Regions from separate parts of the Pan troglodytes genome. Here all the other regions are linked to region 2. A link is a contact called in public Hi-C data. All regions are on one chromosome and are shown on one strand. The core of a region is the stretch at or near the end of the contact, and the rest is flanking DNA. Distances in the headings are between cores, read along the strand shown.

The links. A called contact is a pair of places that touch in the nucleus more often than the background predicts.
Region 1: a Hi-C map of stem cell-derived neural progenitor cells shows a contact between it and region 2, with 3 times the contacts expected there. The contact joins two enhancer-like sites. A contact is called at or near these places in 2 of 7 Hi-C or Micro-C datasets (blood and stem cell-derived neural progenitor cells) and 1 of 1 other capture datasets (stem cell-derived neural stem cells).
Region 3: a contact with region 2 is called in a Hi-C map of stem cell-derived neural progenitor cells, with 10 times the contacts expected there. The contact joins two enhancer-like sites. A contact is called at or near these places in 3 of 7 Hi-C or Micro-C datasets (blood, induced pluripotent stem cells and stem cell-derived neural progenitor cells).

The regions. Positions count from the first base shown.
Region 1 is chr15:66,557,811-66,560,510 of NHGRI_mPanTro3-v2.0_pri, forward strand. The region is part of intron 10 of RAD51B (RAD51 paralog B); the gene reads left to right. Among named protein-coding and RNA genes, the nearest start is that of ZFP36L1, 220 kb to the right of the region's middle. Within about 2 kb of position 1,376, at least 4 of the 24 cell types and tissues checked have an H3K27ac peak or open chromatin away from gene starts, as enhancers often do. A contact at or near this core is called in stem cell-derived neural progenitor cells, where this site is marked.
Region 2 is chr15:66,231,939-66,234,638 of NHGRI_mPanTro3-v2.0_pri, forward strand. All of the region lies in intron 7 of RAD51B (RAD51 paralog B), which reads left to right. Among named protein-coding and RNA genes, the nearest start is that of RAD51B, 430 kb to the left of the region's middle. Within about 2 kb of position 1,308, at least 8 of the 24 cell types and tissues checked have an H3K27ac peak or open chromatin away from gene starts, as enhancers often do. A contact at or near this core is called in stem cell-derived neural progenitor cells, where this site is marked.
Region 3 is chr15:66,663,167-66,665,866 of NHGRI_mPanTro3-v2.0_pri, forward strand. The region is part of intron 10 of RAD51B (RAD51 paralog B); the gene reads left to right. Among named protein-coding and RNA genes, the nearest start is that of ZFP36L1, 110 kb to the right of the region's middle. Within about 2 kb of position 1,370, at least 7 of the 24 cell types and tissues checked have an H3K27ac peak or open chromatin away from gene starts, as enhancers often do. A contact at or near this core is called in stem cell-derived neural progenitor cells, where this site is marked.

The DNA.
Region 1 (2,700 bases), core at 126-2,625, 330 kb after region 2:
CAGGCCTTGGTACTTTAGAGCTTCTAGGGTATGAGTCATCTTTGCCTCTTAACAATCAGATCAGTGGTACCCTTCTGACCTCTGTCATTTGGCTGCACTGGAGGCAAGAAATGGTTTGGACTCACGCAGGGGCATGATGTTAGTAAGGAAGGGATCAGAGGTGAACCTAGCTTGGGTGTTCCACCTCTTGACTCAGAGTCTGTGCTCTTTGATGAACTTTCTGTTACCTTGGGATCTTCTACAGCAGGTCCTGGTGTGCAAGTATTTCAAGATCAAGATAAAATATTTCATTGTGTTTTATTTAGGGAAAAAATGGTAGATAAAAGCGGAACCAACAGGGGCATTCCGTTTGTGGTTTGCTGAGATTCCCTGGAAAGCAAGCTTGGGAGGCCAGGGTCTGTCAGAACACAAGACCAATGTCTTCTCCAAAACTTGGATGAACAGAAGGTGCTTACAAGCTGACAGGGAGTTATGGGGAAGGAAGCAGAATTTCCAGTTCGGTTCCAAGTCTTTTCTGGTCTTGACCTTTAGCCTAAAAACAGAGCGCCCAGTTGTTCTCCATTATTACTGTAACTCAAAAGGAGACACATGGGTCCGGGAGAGAGTTGGGAGGCAATACTAGGTTTGCACGTTCTGAGTTCATGGAAACCCAAGGAACTGCCCCTCCCTAGGATAACTAGAGCCAAGCCACTGGACCCTTCTCATCCTGTGGCCTTGTCTACAATTTTAATCATTTTGAAGATGAAGGTTTTGAAGATGAAGGCCCAGCCTCAAAAAGGAATAACCAAGAACAACCCTCTCTCCCTCCTTTAGTTTAGATGCTTCCACAGTCAAATGTAAAATTATTCATGTGCTTTTACTCATTATTCATCTGATTTTATGTAAAAAGAAAAAAAATGGAATCCTAGGCTGGTCACTGCATGGTGTTCTCAATCACAAGCCATGAGCCAGGGTTCAACATGCACCCTTCACTTCAGACCTTCCTCACAACTGAGCCTGGATCCCACTCTGGTCCTCGTGATCCACCCACCACGGCCTCCCAGCGCACCCAGCCCCTGCTTTATTTTTCTATATAGCACTTATTGTTACCAGATACATTTGTGTTTATCACCTCTCTCATCACACACGCACACACAGTTAAAGGCAGGGACTTGGTCTATTTTCTCAAAGTTGTATCCCCGGCACTTAGAATCCTGCCTGCCGTGGTGTACGTGCTCAATAAGTACTTATTAAATGAATGAATGGAGTCAGACATGTCCTCAAGGGTAGGTTCAAATCAGGGAGAATGGTGGGTGTCCTTACTGCTTTATAGGATTTCAAGCTGGCCCCAGACTTGAGTCATTTCCATCAGGCAAATTCCTGAAATACTTACTGGTCTTCCTGATTCTGTGGTATGTGCTTGTCAACAGCACATTGTCGAACACGTTGCTGCCTATGCAACACTATGTGGCAATGGCTGTTGAAACTCGTTGCTAACAGAAGTGAAAGCAAAGAAAAGCAAAGATAAAGAACGTAATGGCTGGGCGCGGTGGCTCATGCCTGTAATCTCAGCACTTTGGGAGGCTGAGGTGGGCAGATCACTTGAGGTCAGGAGTTCGAGACCAACCTGGCTAACATGGTGAAACCCCTTTTCTATTGGCTGGGCGTGGTGGCATGCACCTGTAATCCCAGCTACTCGGGAGGCTGAGGCAAGAGAATCGCTTGAACCCGGGAGGTGGAGGTTGCAGTGAACGGAGATTGCACCATTGTACTCCAGCTTGGGCAACAAGAGGGAAACTCCATCTCAAAAAAACAAAAACAAAAAAAGGAGAAAGAAAGTAATTTCCCCGCCATGGATGATATGACATGGCAGCTTTCATGGAGGTTTCAGAATCTGCCGGCCCACCTCACACATGACTTCCTATGCAATTAGTGTAAAGCAAAGAGACAACAGACAACACTTCACACCTGAGCCCCAGGTCCTGAATGTCTTTGGATAACCTCTCTCCTTGAAGGATATATTGACTCACAGGCAAAGGGCCCTTATAATGATATAAAGGAGACCAAGTTGGAAGGAATAGATCACAGGAAGGTGAAGCCCAAAATCCAGAAGGGAATTTCAGGGAAAGTGGTCTGGACTCAGGTACCCTGCCCAGATCCATGTGCCTTCCAACACGTGGCAGACAGAGAGGTGACAAGACAAAGGAGGAAAGCATGCTCAAGGGATAGCTAATGGGTGTGTCATTCGACCTTCCCAAGACCTAGCTCTCTGGAAGTATCAAGGGTTCAGGGGGCTGGGTCATAGGCTTGCTTTCCCTCTAGCTCACTGTGTGGACCTGGATAAGTTGCTTGGCCTTACCCATCCACCCTTAGTAGCCTCTTCTCTGGCCCCTTCCATGGTTCTGTGCAGAGTAAAGAGGTAGGACACACAGTAGGGCCCAGAAGGGTCTCCTGGCAGTCACTGATGCCAGATTCAGCTCTCTTGACTCTCCATGTTGGTGACGACACCACCAATTTTCCTTTGCACACATGGCCTCACCTTGAAAATTCAAGGGTCTACAGTCAAGTCACTTCTGCTTCTAGGGGCCTCCCAGAAGCACCTAGTATTCTGTTTCAAGTCCTTTGTCCAGCTGCTTTCAAATCACCAAACTCCTCTCTCCCTCCCCTCCATTACTACCCATGGAGATCCAGAGGAGGGACTTCTTAACTTCTCAGACAGTG
Region 2 (2,700 bases), core at 58-2,557:
AAGCACTTATTTAAGAATGATCACTAGCACTCCAGGACAAGTTAAATACAGAAAGCCATATACATATAAATGGCAGACATAACTGCAAAAAGAGAACAATATAGTGAGGGAAATGGTCTTCAGGGTGCTGCAAAGCGCTTTATAGTTACAAAATGCCTTCATGTACATTTCTAATTGATCCTCAGGACAGTGTTGTAAAAGGAGGAAGAATGTGTGTGTAAGTGTACAGCTGTTTTCCAGAACACCGAATCGAAGCTCAGAGATACTGCACAACTCACCAGCACAGCGAGGAAGCTACTGAATTGGGACTCACACTCAGACCTTCACCCCAAACCCATAGCTCATTTTATTTCTTCATAATGCGTTAGTTGCAGAAGTAATAATACTTTAAAAAGCAATCCACATTTTTTCTGTTTACTCTTTCCTCTCTTCTTCAGGACAGAAACTGTACTTTCCTTGTCCAGTTCCAGTTTGTATTATTGTATTCATGGTATTTACCTTACCTGGAGGGAATAGGCCTTTTAAATATCATTAAAATTGGGTTTTTGAGGTTATGTTCTTTTCTCCTTCACATCCTAAACTTCAGACCTCATGCTCTTTGGCCTTCCATTCAATTCAAATGAGAAGGGCTGTTGTAATTGTTGGCAATGCCTCCCCAGGCTGCCACTGTACGTGGAGGATCTTCACGTTTGGAAAGAAAAAAAAAATGCAGTTTAGTGAAGTTCATGATTCTACTTTTACTCTTCTAACATAGCCTTTTTTTTTTAAATTTATTTGTTTGTTTTTACATGTAACACTAGGTGGCAGAGTAACTACACCACAAAGCACCACATCCTTTGTTTCTCACTACTCTGGGGAGTGGGTATCTGAATAGTGAGGCATAAAACCATCTGTGGCTACATGAGATTGGACCAACCAACAAGGCCAATATTTTCTTGACAGGGAACTGGCTGCAGTGATTCTAAAACATATGCTTCCAAGATACTGTCTTTAAGATTTCCATCTTTCTTTTTTCCCCAGCTCCCCTTGATTTTAATTTCTCTGCCCCATTGCACTCTGCTAGCAGAGGGCGGACACAGCCTGCAGGCAGCTGCTTTGAAATGGCAGATTGGGATGGATGTGCCCATTGGTGCTGGCACCCTCGCCTTTGTGTGCCAGTGGGTCATGAAGGGTCTGGGGGTAAGGCACCTGAGTCCTTGCCCGAATGGCACCAGGCCCTCTGGCAGAGGGGCAGCAGTGGCTGGGCTGAGTCAGTTGGAAGATGCTGCCCTCACTAACTCAGGTTTACAGAACAGGTGTTTTTAAAGAGCAGTCTGATCCTGGTTCAGCTCTGTCACCGGTTTGGAAATACTGCCGTGCAGTCGGTGGGGCATTGCCTCTCAGTTTCTTCCTAGCAATTTGCTGGTGTCTGCTACCCTGGATGCCTCACATGCCACAGGACACACTAAGCTAAATAAAGCAGAGCAAGTTCTGTCTTTCATGTTGTGAAGAGTATGAACTTGGGCTGTGGAAATACTTCTTTGGATTTTTGCTGAAAAAGAAAAGAATAGCATTAAAACAAAACAATACTTACCAACTAGTAATAATACTCTAAGTATACCCTACATTAAGAAACTCCTGTAAAACCAAGTCTGAATGTATAAAATCGATCAAACAAAAGGATTGTATTTTAATTACAAAAGCATTCTTTGTAACTGGAACCACAATCGGATTACATTAAATAGTGAGCTTCTGATGTGAATTGTAAATGTTTTAATCTACAAAAAAAAGTACTTAAATCTTGACTTTTCAGGAACCCACTTGTTATATAAAACAAAAACTAACTGGACTATAGTTTTACACACATACTTACATCACACCCTCACCACTTTCCGACTGGGAATCCTAGAGTATTTTTTAGTGTTTAGCTGGAGGTCCAGGTAGTGTCCTAATTTTGCACACACAGCCCTGGTGACATGAAAGGGCATTGTTGAAATGACCAAGTGAGTCATGGTAATCAGGGCAATCCTGTAGGATTAGAGATATGGGGGTCTTGTTTATTTGTGTGCCTGCTAGAGCTGCAATTCTTTCATAAACTACATGACTTTTGAAAATACCTCAAACAACATATATAAATCAGACCAAGGATATTAATCTCAGGCCACCGCCATAGTGAGGCTTTGAAGCCAGGGGAAGGTGGTGAGACCTTCTTGTTTGTTAAGGAAGAAATGTCATAAAAATTCCAAAGCAGGACTCAAATTTCCAGGGGAGAGGGCCTCTTTATTGTTTCCTCTAATAGCTGCTTTGGCGCTTTAGTGAATAAATGTGTTGCACAAAGTAACCCTAGATGCATCTGAACTTTAGTCTGGCTTGGCTCCCACTTTTGTATTTAGCATCCATTCTGAATTATTTATTTAAGATATTTTTGCTGTTGTTTGTCACTCCTTCTTCCTGTCTCCCTACCAGCCCCCCTCATTTGTCCTGTCTTTATTTTCACACTTCTCTAATTAATTGATATCTTCTGCTCTTAGCACTGCAGCAAATGTGCCTGCATTTTTATGTGGATCTTCACTATGCAGGCTATGCTTTTAAGTTTCTGGAATAGAATGATGGTAAAAATGAGTCATGGCTTGTTTCTATATTTGTTTCTGAGTCAAGAAGCTTAATTTTCTTACTATAATGCCTGAGATATCAAGCTATACAGTTTACTTTTAAGGGAAA
Region 3 (2,700 bases), core at 120-2,619, 430 kb after region 2:
TGCCTGGAAGATGACCAGGGAGTGGGCAAACTTGGAAGCAAAACCAGCCTCCCAAACACCTGTGTAATATCGTGTCCTGGGCCACTGTATAAATAATCTCCCTCCTGTTCATCAGTAGGCTTTGTAGTTCTCAGCCTCTCTCCTCTGTTGAAAGTGTGAGCCAGCCCTTTGCATGAAGAAGCATTAGAAGGGATCACTGCATACTTCTTTAATTGTCAAGAATGCATACATGCCATACATATGAAAGATACAGTGGACTTTGGGGACTGGGGAGTGGAGCAGGTTGGGAGTGGGGTGAGGGATAAAAGATTACACCTTGGGCACCGTGTACACTGCTTGGGTGATGGGAGCATCAAAATCGCAGAAATCACCACTGAAGAACTTATCCATGTAACCAAAAACCACTCGTACCCCCAAAAATATTAACATTAAAAAAAAGAATTCCCACTGTGCCTTAAACTTATGTCATCTCACTTTTTTTTGTCAGCAGCCTAGAGGGAAGGGGACACAATCCCAATTTTAACACCAAAGCAACTGAGACCTACAGATATTAAATGACTTGCTCCAGATTACAACTGAGACTCAAACCCATCGCCTGGCCACAAGTCTGGTGCCCTATCTACACCAATCTGTCTCCGGTAAACCTAACTAGCTAGTCAACTTTTCCCATCCATAGGCCAGACACCTTTTGAAATAACAAACCATCTGATCTCTAGAAAAACTGAAAGGCCAGTTCCAGTTGTCAGACACGCCAAGCTCGAGAGAGTCTCTCCCAAAAGTTCTCTGGAAAGCCCAGGGATTCCGAATTCCAAAGCCAGCCAAATTTGAATTTCCTCTATAAAGAGATAGTCCCTCCTGGTTTAGAACATAACCTTCCTCATTAGGCTGGTTCCATGTTTTGTAATAACTTTTGCTTACACCACAAAATTGTCATAGATTATGAAAACACAAAGGCCTTGGAAAAAAGGCCCAGAGCCCCCTGGAAGTCATTATTTCTTCCTTTAGCAATTGCTGAGTTAAGCACCATAAATATGGTTCCCATCCTGCTCCCCTTCCCCCGCCCTCCCCGCCCCCCACGATCTGCTGGACATATGTTAGGAAGAAAGCAGGGACGTGGGGGTGGAAGAAGATTCGCATGTCGTGAATCTTGAGCACTGAAAAGAAAAAGTGGGGAGAGGGCGGGGAGTTTGCAGCCCTGGAAATGGAATCTCTGAAGGATTTATTGCCTTTGAGTATCTCACAAGGCTTTTTTTTTTTAATAAAAATCTGTAGCTTATGGCTTTTTTTTTTTTTTTGTATAGGGCAGTAAACAAGAGCTCTGAAAGGGGAAGGAAGCCAGGAGAAAGCCAGCTCCATTAGTCACGCAGCAGCATATCCTGTCACAAAGGACCCCAGTTGAGTAATCGCCCAAAATATGCCTGTTATTTTTTTCTGTCAGAAAAAAAATGGGGCCTGCCAAAATGTACTGTAAAAAAAAAAAAAATCTGGTGTCTTAGGCCCAGAGAGGGAAAAGAAAATAAAGAAGAAACAGTCATAATTTCACAGTGCTCTTCAAACCCTCTCCCCAGCTTACCTGGAAAAGAAAAAGCCTTCAGACTTTTCACCACAACAGAGCCCGCCAGGCTTGAAGAAAGCTACAGCCTTGGGATGGTCCAGGTCTCAGAGTCTTCATAGCTACTTTGTGCCAAGAGCTTAAAAAGAGGAGGGGTGGTCGGGGAGAGTGGAAGGAGGACGGCACGGGGGGAGAAAAAATGAACAGAAAGGGACCCAGGATATTGAACAAGTCCTTTGATGAGCTTTAAATGGGTGAGGCATTGCTCATAGGGAACCCGCAGGAGCCCACACCAGTTCCATGAGTATTGCATGAGCCCAGCAGGGGCCAGTGACTTCCAGCCAATGGCCAAGCCTGCTTCGTAAGCTTTTCTGATGGCCCCAGCAAAACCAGCACTGTCTCAGGCCTCCACCATGCCCTGTGGGTGTTTGGGCCACAGACTGGACAACAAGGACTTGTGCAGAAGGACATCGGACTCTGGAGAGGTCTGAAACAAGGGGTGGGGAGAGACAGGCTGGTCAGAGCTGCCTGCAACCTCCCGTATTCTCCTGGATTGGCTTTCCAAAACCCGGGCTGACAGGCTCTTGGTAGGAAAACAGGCCCAGCAAACAAAGGTATTCTCAAGCCCAGTTCAGTCACTGCCTCTGTCCCATGCCCTTAGTCTCATGGCTCTCAGGAGCAGGACACAAGAGACAGTTATGCCCAAGCACAGAACACTCTTGGAAAGCCATCCTTTCCCTTCTGCTGACATTCTGACCCCCTCAAGGGTTGTCCATGGGGAACAGGCTTTCTGCATCCAGTTGACCAAAAAATATCAGAAGCCTTCTCCTTAAGAAAGAGAGCAGGCCAGACACAGTGGCTCACACCTATAATCCCAGTGCTTCGGGAGGCTGAGGTGGGAGAATTGCTTGAGCCCAGGAGTTCAAGACCAGCCTGGGCAACACAGTGAGACCTCGTCTCTACAAAAAAACTTAAAAATTAGCCAGGCATGGTCTCAGCTACTCAGGAAGCTGAGGTGGGAGGATTGCTTGAGCCCAGGAGGCTGAGGCTGCAGTGAGCCATGATCATGCCACTGCACTCCAACCTGGACAATAAAGCAAAAGATCCTGCCTCAAAAAAGAAGAAAGAGAACAGAGCCCTACAGAGAA